2 separate regions of the Sus scrofa genome follow, and region 2 is linked to region 1. The links are chromatin contacts, called in public Hi-C maps. All regions are on one chromosome and are shown on one strand. The core of a region is the stretch at or near the end of the contact, and the rest is flanking DNA. Distances in the headings are between cores, read along the strand shown. Region 1 holds the start of FGL2 (fibrinogen like 2). Region 2 holds the start of CCDC146 (coiled-coil domain-containing protein 146).

Region 1 (5,675 bases), core at 2,844-5,343:
TAAATAGAGTAAGTTTATCTCAGAATGAGGAATAGGGTATTTAGAGACAAATAAATACCCAATAGTTATTTAGGGCCTGAAAAGAGTAATATGCCTTCAGATGTCTTCAAGTCTCAGGCAAAATACAGATTACTCGTGTAAAATTTAGCCTGCTGAATAAGCAATTATTTTTAGTTCGAGTGAGTAAGATGAGCAATAAAAACTTTTCAAATAGAAGAAAGTAAGAGAATTATAAATCTAATGTGTAATTCTCAATATTCCCCTTGCTTGCAAGTGTTTATTTGGATAACAGTGTAACAGCAACAAAGGACTTCTTTACAAGGCATATTTTTCAGCTTTATTTCAAATCCTGTATAGCATAAGAACCCATTGCTCAGAGATAAGTTTTAAGCCATGAAGAGGAGTATGAAACACATTCCAAAGTGCTGAAGGAATTAATTGCCCTATTAGGAAATGAATACCCAGAGGAATAAGCATTAGTGATTTATGGCTTAAAGTACTTGGGTCTGATCATCATTTTGGCTTCTTTGAAAGAGGACCTGTAGCCACCAGGTTGTGCCTCACTTATACCAGGCCAGGTGCCCCAGAAAATCCCATTTCGAACACCTCTGTATTTTTGGTTATAATATTTGCCATTTAAGTTTGCAGAAAGACAAGCATCAAACCACCAACCCGAGCTGTAGTAGAGCCCACAGTTCCCAGAGGGATATCGATCGTTGTCTCTATCTGGGGTGGTGAAATACTTCATGTCATGGTTGTAATGTTTACTGAAACGCAAGGCATCTCCAGCGGTGCCGTTATAGTTACCAATGTGTAGACGGTATTTGAGAAACTCGTTGGCCACATAAAAGTGATCATACAAGGCATAGAGCTTGATACCATTAAAGTCCTCAAGATCTATTCTTAGAATCATATCCTTACTCTTAGTCAGAAGATGAATTTTATCATTCCCCAACCAAAATTCTCTTCTGAGGTTTCCAAAGCCAACTTTGTAGTCTCGCCATGTTCTGGTGAAGTTGGTGCTTCCATCAAGACGTGCCTGCAGCACTGTCCAGCCTCCCCCCATGGTCTCCATGTCACAGTAAACTTCAAAGCTACTGTTTTTGGGATCCGGTGTAACTCTGTAGATCTCACTGCTCCTTTTGCCTATTGTGTAGTATTCAGAGCAATCTTTATATATAAGATGTTGAACTGAAGGAGTGAAAAAAAAAATAAAGGCATTGGATTTTGTTAATAAAAACTATGCATTGAAAGAATTCTTTAGATGTACAAAAGCAGTTTGATAACTCAGTCAATGGTGATAATGAAACCTGGCTCTGCTAAACGTACTTGAACCTATTTGGCAAATGCTTGTTAAAGGCCTCAGAACAAGAACCTGGTGTTATAAAGCAGACCAAGCTCTCCAACACTTTCTTGGTTGGTGATAATATTGATAATGTGAACAGCAAACATCACCAGCAAGAAATAAAGAGAATAGTCTCAATAATTCCGTAATATTTCATAAGGGCTCCCCAGTTGCTCTAGGCATTTGGCCAATGACTTGATAACATTTTCACACTTGGTCTGCACGTGAACTGTATGACGTAGATATTATTACCATTCTGCTGGTGAGAAAGAATATTTAGGCTCAAAGGAGATCACTGGCTTTCCCAACTTCACAGAAACTTTCAGTGGCAGAGCCAGGACACAAACTCAGATCTGGTTGGCTGCAAACCTTGTCCTTGTAAGCACTGTATCCCTTGGCCCTGAAGGTCAGGTGATTCCACTTCTCCCGGAACTGCATTCCATGCAGGCAGAGGAAACACATGCTTCTGTTTCCTTTGACCTAGAGATGCTAATAGCCTCCACTTTGAGGACATTTTATAGGATTTTTCCAATTGATACATTAAAATTCTAAAGTACAGCACTGATCAACATTTCCATTTATTTTACTTGCTTGACAATTAAAGAAGTTCAAGTTAAAAAATTTAATTATATACCAGTATTCTTCTTCTGAATTTATTATCCAGGAAAATATTTAGTGTTTCACGTTTGGATTCTAGAAGGAAACCACACGTACTTGTATTCAGAATAAGTATAATAATCAGCTACTGTGGTTCTGCAGGAATCAAATACAGACATTTACTCCCAGATAATTTCTATAAAAATAGGTGCTAGATAAAGCAAGTTTGGTAGAAGACACTATGAGCCACACTTAATCTATTCATGTATATTTAGAACTCAAACATTCAGATACTTGCCCCAATCTTAGTAGAAAAACAGGCAGTAGACTCTTGTTCTTGTCATTACAAACTGCCATGAAGCATCCCGTCTAACAAGCACCCAGGTGTGTTACCTGACTTGAACCTCTGCCTTGCAATGTGCAGGGTACCCTTAGATACAGGCTGCTGGGAGTAATAACAACAGTGGTCCATGAAACTCCCAACTCCCTTCACTCCTAGATTCCCTGGGAATGGAGCACGCATAAGGTAGGTACTTGTTCCAAATGAATACCATCTCTGCTGCAAGTGCCATATCCTTTAACCTCACACTTACAATAAGCAGAAATTCTAATGCAGAGATGCCTTTCCAAAATGTAATAAGACCACAGTCAGCAATGGCCCTAGGAACTCATGTGGGGAAAACCAGGGTTTGGGAGAACCAGTGCCACAGCCAGCAGTTCTTGTGCAGAGTAGACAGTTAGGTTTGTGATCTTTTTTTACTAAAGTTAATTTATTTACTAAAGTTAATTCAGATAATCTGGATGGGGAAGATGGGTTCTATTGTCACATGCTTGAATTCTAGTGAAAGAGAGGAAGGAATAAGAACATATTCCTAACTTTAGTGGCATATCAAAACTCCCCTTAAAATGCTTTTGTGCCACTAGATCTCAAAGCAAACAGTTGTGCACACATGTGAAGCCTACAAGCTGCTTTTATTTCATCTATAAAGTCTTTGCTTTCCACGAGATATTTGGGATTATGAACTACAGATTACTTGCTAAAATCTTTCAAAGGTCTCTTGTTGCCACACAAGCAGCAATCACCCGACCACAAAAAAAAAAAAAACCAAAACCTGATTTCCAGAGTACAACCACAAACACTGCCTTATCTCCATTGTTTTCAGACATTCCAGTGAAGAGATAAATGTTAAACACAATGACACGTTAAGAAATTTGCCTTCTCCACTCTGTTTGTGTGTAGTTCTGGCGTCAGCACATAAGGTCTTTGAAATTCAAAGTGCTTTCTAATGGAGACAGAACTCTTTATGATTTTTTTTGGTTCCTTAGGTCTTCTAACCTTTCTGTGGTCACATCTGCAAAGACAGTAGTTTTGCCTGTACTACCTTGATGCATAAAAGGCTTAATTTACTTAATCTGTCCTTTATTTTCCCAGGTTAATGTTTATGGGTATTGTCTAGCTATAAAACATTCCGGAACAAATGATAAGAAGGCATTATTATACATACCCGGACGTGACTGTATTTGTTCTTGACTGGGACACCGCGATGAACATTTGCCATCCAAACTATTGACAGCAAACGTTAGGTTTGCCACCTTGTTATCAACGTAATTTTCTATGTTGTTCATATTTACAAGGCTCAGCTTCTCCAGGCGACCCTGAAGCCCGTCGATCTCTTCCTTGGCATTCTTCAGGTCAGAGGACAGCTTGTTAACCTCGTTCTCCAATTCTCTAACTCTGCTGTCATCAGCTTCTCCCGGGGCTCCTGTGCCCGGTGACAGCAGTCCATTCCTGCCTGGGTCTCGGTTGTCGTCAGCCTGCAGTCTGCAGTCTTGGCAAGTCTTCTTCAGGCTGTTCACAATTTCCTTGAGGTTCTGGACCTCTTTGAACACCTCCTCAATCCTGCCAAACTGCTTGGGGAGCTGAAGAGTCAAGGGGGGCAGGTTCACCTGGTAGGGACACCCGCCTACCTCTTCGCATTTCCCTCTGCTTTCTAGTCTCACCGGGCAGGCGTCCTTGGCTGCTTCATCTTTAATTTCCTCCGTCTCATTGTTGGCCACGACCAAAAAGCCATAAGCCGCGAGGACAGCGGAGCTCAGCCAGCACCAGTTCGACAGCTTCAGCTTCATCTCTGCGGTGGCGCTCACCCCAGCAGGGGAGGCTGCCGGCTCGAGCTGTTTTAAGAGCAGCAGCTGCCTGCCTGAGTCAGGCTTTCTGTTCTCAGAAAAGGGCGGGAGCACTTTCATCACAAGGTTCACAAACGCAGAGGAAAAGGAGACTGTCCTCATCCAACTAGGCTTGCCAAAAACTGTCACTGATCCGCAATCCAAATAATCCGCTTTGGAATTCCTGTACTCAGAGGCACATATTCAACACGTTTCACTCATCGTTTATTTTTTAAAAGCACAAGAAGAACCTTGGGTTTTAAAATAATTATACGTGAAATGAATCATTCCATTGTACTTAACTCCACAGTGGGGGCAAGAGTTTTTAAAGATAAAAATAAATGTGCTAATTATCCGGATTGTGCAAAGGAACAGAAATATTGCAGAAATGGAAATGGTTCTTTTTCCTTTCTGGAAGGGGGCATTAGGAATCCTGTATTTTCTTCTCATTGGGCTTTCAGACAGACTCTCAGGCACTTACAATTTTAAATGTAACGAAGTTCAGCTTTTTCTGCCTCTTGCAGTAGACTTTGTTTCATCTATTTGAGATCAGAAGAAAACTGATAGAGAAAAAAGTGCTACTTTCTATCCCTTTGACTACAGCATAGTGCAGCACAAATGTCTAGATGACAGAAACACATAAAAGCACATCACTGCCTTACAAAGGCAGCCTCCTCCTTTGCCTTTCACTATTTTTGTGATTGCACTGTCCTTCCACGGCCGCTGAATGTGAGTCTTTGAACTACTCCCCTCTCTTTCTGATTCTTTTTGTGTCCAGCATCTTTGCCTTCCCTTCCCACTGGCAGCCTGGTGGTCCCCTCTCTGTGCTTTCTGCCTTCAGCGTACATCCCTCTACCTGGACTGTGTGCCACTTGCTGTATCACTACCTTGCCCCACACATGTCTGCAGCATGACTGTTCACACTTGTCAAACTTTCTCTTTAGGGTTTTCCAGCTTTTCTCCTGAGAGGCTGAGGGCAGGGAGAGGGAACAGCTTCAATTGGAGAAACCACCTCCTTTTAATTTGTTTTGCATATTGGTGTCTCATATATAAGATTTTTATTTAAAAAGGGATTTTATTGCTTAATTTCAAAAGTATGGCTAAAAATCCAAATTCTTATTATTCTTATATTATTTAAAGCACCCTGTAATCTGTCTCCTATTTATTTCTTTAACCTGATTTCCTACTATTTTTCTAAATACTTCTCTAGCCCAGCCAAACTGTTGACATCCTCTGACCTATTCAAACTTAACTATTCATAATCTCTAAATGTGTCAGGCTTACTTTACACTCTGGAGACCTGGATTCCACCCACGGATCAACTTCTTGCTGGATAGATAGATAGATAGATAGATAGATAGATAGATAGATAGATAGATAGGGATAGATAGAGATATCTAATATATATATGGATATTCTCTCTCTCTCTCTCTCTCTCTCTCTCTCTCTCTCTCTCTCTCTCAGCCAGGGACTGAGACCAAACTATAGCAGTGACCCAAGCCACAGCAGTGACAATGCCAGATCCTTAACTGCTAGGCCACCAGGGAACTCCTCTTATTGTATATATAGA
Region 2 (5,636 bases), core at 3,026-5,525, 51 kb before region 1:
TTTCCTTACTTTTTTAGAAGTGGAAAAAAAATCATTCATTAAAACTAAAATTTATTTAACTTATTAAGATCTCAGAATACTGAAGATGTATTATTACTTTTGCTGTACACTTTGAAATTAAATCTAAAAGTAATATGAAGGAGGTTTCCTGATGGCTCAGCAGGTTAAGGATCCAGTGTTGTCACTACTCTGTCTTAGGTTACTGCCGTGGCATGGGTTCAGCCCCTAGCCTGGGTACTTCTGCATGCTGTGGGTGCAGGGGAAAAAAAAAGAAAAAAACTCTTTGAAAAAAATATATAAAAGAAACATGAAAAAAAAACCTTCAAAGCTGCTACAACCTCTGTACATAAGAGAACTGACTTCAAGACAAAATTTTCACAAGAAATTTCTGAGTGGAGAATAAATGATACCCAATACCCAATATTCGCAGTAAATGATACTCAGAATAATAGCCTTAATTTGATACTGTAGTTCATAATACAATGTTTTAAAAAAATAATACTGAAACAAAATCTGAAAAATAATTATACCTTAACAGACTGTAAAATGCTGGTCCCCTGCTCAGTTTCGATTCTGCAATTATCACATTCAAAATTTTGGACTTTTACACAGCCAGAACCTGATGACTTGATATTCAAATCTAGAAATGAAAAAAAAGAAGAAACAAGTTAGTACATGGGTTAATGGGCTCCAAAAGCATTTTAGTATCCCTCAGAAATCTGGCTCCTCAGTCATGTCCACAACGTTATGAATCCTGGAGAGAACAGCTGTCAGCAGTCTCTCTCTGAGGGCAAGGGGTCTCCAGCATGGCAACAGGACCAAATGCAAAGTCCTACCAGTTTTTAAAGATAAAGTAGCTATTTCTGTTGGCCTGTATCATCTAAAGAAAGAAAGTAACAGGAGGGAAGTAAAGGAGGAGAGAGATTCCAATTCTTATTATAGGTACTCCTAAGGATCATAGAAGCCTCTTCTCCACCAAGAAAATACACACACACAGATTTGAGTAAGGGCATGGCAAATTAACAAGTCATTATGGTGAACTGGATAAGTTATTTAGCTGATTCTCTTTCATATTCATGAAGGTTTAAAGATTTGTTCCCAAACCTCCCTCAAATTAAATGCATATTACAGGAATAGCATAGATCAATATACATGATCATGAGTTAGGTTTTCAAATCCTACCTCTAACCTTTCATATGGAAAAAATAAAGATATTATCATGCAGCTAATCACAAGGTACTTGAAGTAATAAAAAGTAGGAACAACTTTGAAAAACTCAGTACTGAATAGTGTTAGAACCTTAAGATTGTGGATAATAGTGATATATATGAAGACAATTTGGAAAACAGCAAGCCAAATCTCGAGCCACAGGTGCCATCTTTAAGACTTAAGACACCTAAGTGTAACCTTAGGTGTCTCTGTATAAAAATAAAATTTAAAACACTGATATTTCATACCTGATTCAAATAAATATTGATGACTTCCCTTAAACTGGATGATAGAAGTAAAATATTATGTTGACCTAAACACAAACTACTGGGGCCTAACACTACTATTATGTAATAGTTATGGAATAAAAATCAATTTCTACAGTTGTGTATATGACAGTCTCTATAAAGGTTTAAAATAACAGCAATATTTTGATTGGGACTAATATAAAATACATTAAAAGACAATTATACCCCAAACTTACATGGATGCAAATCTAACTATAAACTTTTTACCCAGTTAAGTAGTGTTACAACATAAGGCATGATCTCAGGCAGTGCTGACAGGCATGGAGAGGAAACAGATCTTAAACATACTCTACCCTTACTACGCAGGTAGAGGAGTTAAGGCTAGACACTTAGCCTTAATTAAGAGAGAGAGTAGCAGTGGTGTACTCTCACTCATTCACTGAAACAATTATAGACAACCGTAGAAACATACCAAGTATGAAGAAAATCAAATTATGTTGATTTGAGTGCCTGTGGAGTATACACATAGAAACAGTAAACTGGGGAGTTCCCTGTTGTGACTAGTATCCATGAGGACGAGGGTTCCATCCCTGACCTCGCTCAGTGGGTTAGGCATCCAGCATTGCTGTGAGCTGTGGTGTAGGTCACAGATGCATCTCAGCTCCTGTGTTGCTCTGGTGTATGCTGGCAGCTGCAGCTCAGATTTGACCCCTAGCCTGGGAACTTCCATATGCTGAAGGTGCAGCCCGAAAAAGAAAAAGAAAAAAAAAAAGAAAGAGTAAACTGGAAATTAGATTCTGGCTCTAAAAAGAAGAATCAACAAAAATGTTTGGGTAATTCCATTTTTATCTGAGCTGTCACAAAATTTTACTTATCTCTATTTCAATACTCAGTCTATTTTGTACCACATAATATACTGGCAAATCTTCCTCCTTACCTCAGTCTAAAACATTTTGAAATCAGGGTCTCTTATCCAGGCTAGTTAAAAAGAAGTTAAGAAGCATTCAGGTACAGTGGTTGAACAGACTCCAGTCATTTCAAATCCCAGTTCCACCCTTTACATCTGAGAGAAAATGGGCATAGTCCTTGATGTATCCCCACTAGAAATAAAGTTTCATGAAGGCGTGGATTTTTTTTTCTACTTGTTGGCCCACAATAAATACTTGGTATATGAAACCTGCTGTATTTCAATTCACTTATCTGAAACTGTGACAATAACAGCAGCTAAAATATAGTGCAACTGTAAGGATTAAAAGAGATTCTCTTAAGTGTTAGCTGCTATTATGATCATGGTCAAAATCTTCCTTCAGTTCCAGGAAGGCAGTAAGCCTGGGAATATTTTCCTAGAAAAGTGCTGCATACTATACACAAGTTTCCCAGGCAGTCTTACTATGTGTTCTTTCTTCAAAGCCTGTTACTAACAGAAAATTTATTTAGGCCAAAGTGAACGGTGACGTTTTCAATAAGAAGCTGAGTGCCTGTTAGAAACCAAACACTCGGTCTGGGTTAAATGGAACATACAGACAAGGCTGTTCTGAGACAGAGACCCCAGACGGTGAGCAAGGGGAAATGCAGGTGGACTGCTTGCCAGAGAATAGATTATCAAGATAATCTAACCCTGAAAAAAAACTTCATTATTGACAAAGTGCAGTGACAGAAATAGATACAAAGTGCCAAAGGAGAATATAAGGGCTTCCACAAATGTTACTTATATATTCATCTTTCCATTCAATTTATAAAATTGCTGTAATTGAGTACCTAATTCCCAAAATAGAAAAAAAAAAAAAAAGGGCATCTTCCCTTCCGAAGGGGAAAATTGTAAATTACGTTGGAAAGTCATATCCAAAAAACCAATTAAAACTGCACGTCGGCCTAATTCAAGATAGCGCTACGTGTGCCCTGGGACCCAAACCGGTTTTAACTTCACTTGCCAAACATCAGGGGCGCGCTCACTTCCACAGACGCCTGGGGATCGATGACGTCGGACACGATGATCACCTCCTTCTGCGCCTCGTCGTATGTCACCTGCAGGCCGGCCACGGCCTGCGCCGCGCCCTCCACTCCACTCACCGCCACCAGCACGTGGTTGTTGTCCGGGTGGGAGATGGGGTCCAGGGGCTTCACGGCCAGGTGGCATGGAAGCCGTGCCCGCAGCCGACCGAAAGGGCTCACCATCAGCGCCCACTCTTTCAGACTCGGGCGCGCGGGGCCAGACGGAGAGACCTCGGGCTTGGACCCACCTGAGCCGTACATCCGGGCTTGACAAGCCCCACATGCCCAGGGCACTGAGGCCTCGGGGGCCCATGCTCGCAGCTGACAGAGCCGGAGGCAGCCCAGCCCCCATCCCCAGCGGAGGGTGAACATGGCGCGCCCCACTCACGCTCCCTAGGATCACCTGTCACAGGCCAGTCTCTCCGTAGCCAGTGGACCCGGCCACTGTGCCTGCTCAAGTCAGAAAGTAGACTTTAGAGAGGGTCTGCTGACGCAAGGGCAAGGCCGCCCACTTCCCTCAGCAACTTAAACCTCAGCTGCACACGCCTTGGCGGCAAATTGTAATTTGAAAGTTCTAAGTATCACAGTGACCAGGGACTCCTCGCCTACTCCTCCCCTTTCGCAAAGGCCAATGGGATAGGTAGTTCTAATGGAGGACAGCCGTCGGAGGGCTCCTGCAACTTATAAACTACATGTCCCAGGAGGCAATGCGCAGAGCTGTGCGCGTAGTAAGAGCTGGTGTTAGATAGGACTGGGAAGGCATGCGCCCTTTCTATCAAGCCCATTAGCCATTGGAGGGACTGGGGGCGGGGGGGAGGGGAAATCCACATAAGAATCCAACTGGCCAATGGAAAGCGTAGAAGGCGCAAGATGGGCAAGTCTGTATGGTTTCCTTGGATACCGAGGACGCGATTTCTTTGGAGAGGGTGGAGTTTTGGAGTGAGACCCAGGAGGCCATATCCACAGAAAAAAATAGGAATTTAAATAAGGATCAAAACCAAGGGAAGTGATAAGAAACTGCGCTTTTAAAGGTGAGAACAAGATCAAAATAGCATTATCCTCAGTGAGTGGTTAGATCTAGACCTCACTGAACTCGTGCGCGGTACCCTGTACGAAGAATCTCTCCGCAAGAGGGTAAAGACCAGATTAGTGTTTATTGAGGAAACTCCATATTTTACAGCAAATGTAGGGATAGCATTAGAATTCCTTCCCCTTCCTGACTCTAAGTGATTTTAGGCCAGTCATTGAATGTCTATGGGTTTTAATGCTGGTTCTTAAAATGAGGCCAATAATACCTCCCTTGCCTTGCCTCAAAGGGTTTTTGCAGGGATCAAATGAGATAATGGGTGTGAACACGATGCATTGGCTACCAAACTGTTGTCTAAATTACAGTATTTTTATTTTATAGCATATACGCTAAGTTACCAAGAAAAATCTGAGAGATCAGGACTGGTGTTGACAGCAGCATTGTTCTCTTTGACTACAAAAGATCCTCAGTTTTAGGACTAAAAATATACGAGAGTGAGAGAGAGAGAGACACGGAGTGAGTCAACACAGTGCAATGGGAAGAGTACGAAACTCGTTATTTTCCTGGCTCTGCCGTTGTCTGTCTGTTACCTACCTCTATTTCTTTAGCTTTAGGTGAAGAAGGATTGTGCTAAATGACTCTGTGAGGTCTGCTTTACCATTTATTATTCGGTGGGCAATTTTAAAAATGAGGAAAGATATATTTCCTCCTTTCTATCTATCGCTCTCTCTCTGTGCCCCTTCCTCCTCCTACAAATTATTCCCTAAATTATTCAGCAAAGATACACTGCAAACAGCGACATTCAGTAAAATGCAACAGCTGAAACTGAATGCCTTAAAAATTGAAGTCCTTGGTCAAGTGCAATGACCAGAATTACTGGGAGTTATAGTGATAGAGAGATGGGCTAACGTCCTCATGGGCTCAAGTCACAGGGTTCTTTGCTAGCCATTACCTTTTTAAAAATTCACTGTTTTTCTTAAGTTATCCTATCCTTTTTCCTTTTTGCCCCAGTCCTTCCTTTCACCTTGTGAAGGCTCACGATAGGTGCAAGCTTTTAGCTTTATTTAGTATTAAGTTCCCACTGAATACTACTAGTTCTTAGCTTTGTGTTTTATTTGGTCATCATTATTCAAACTACTCTTCAAACTGTCTTTTTAATG

The links. Hi-C and Micro-C count contacts between places; a contact is called where the count stands out from the background.
Region 2: a contact with region 1 is called in a Hi-C map of retroperitoneal adipose tissue, with 1.7 times the contacts expected there. The contact joins the promoter of CCDC146 here to the promoter of FGL2 in region 1. A contact is called at or near these places in 10 of 47 Hi-C or Micro-C datasets (blood, embryonic fibroblasts, fetal heart ventricle and 5 more) and 1 of 2 datasets of contacts at active chromatin or transcription factors (alveolar macrophages).

What each region holds. Positions count from the first base shown.
Region 1 is chr9:102,867,462-102,873,136 of Sscrofa11.1, reverse strand. FGL2 (fibrinogen like 2) reads right to left here and starts at 4,093. Exons shown (of 2, transcript NM_001005152.2): 1 at 3,448-4,093; 2 at 1-1,191. The coding sequence starts at 4,069. The coding sequence ends at 485. All of the region lies in intron 2 of CCDC146 (coiled-coil domain-containing protein 146), which reads left to right.
Region 2 is chr9:102,918,397-102,924,032 of Sscrofa11.1, reverse strand. CCDC146 (coiled-coil domain-containing protein 146) reads left to right here and starts at 4,275. Exons shown (of 20, transcript XM_021102558.1): 1 at 4,275-4,480. It overlaps FAM185A (protein FAM185A), which reads right to left and starts at 4,087. Exons shown (of 10, transcript XR_002347078.1): 1 at 3,389-4,087; 2 at 531-640.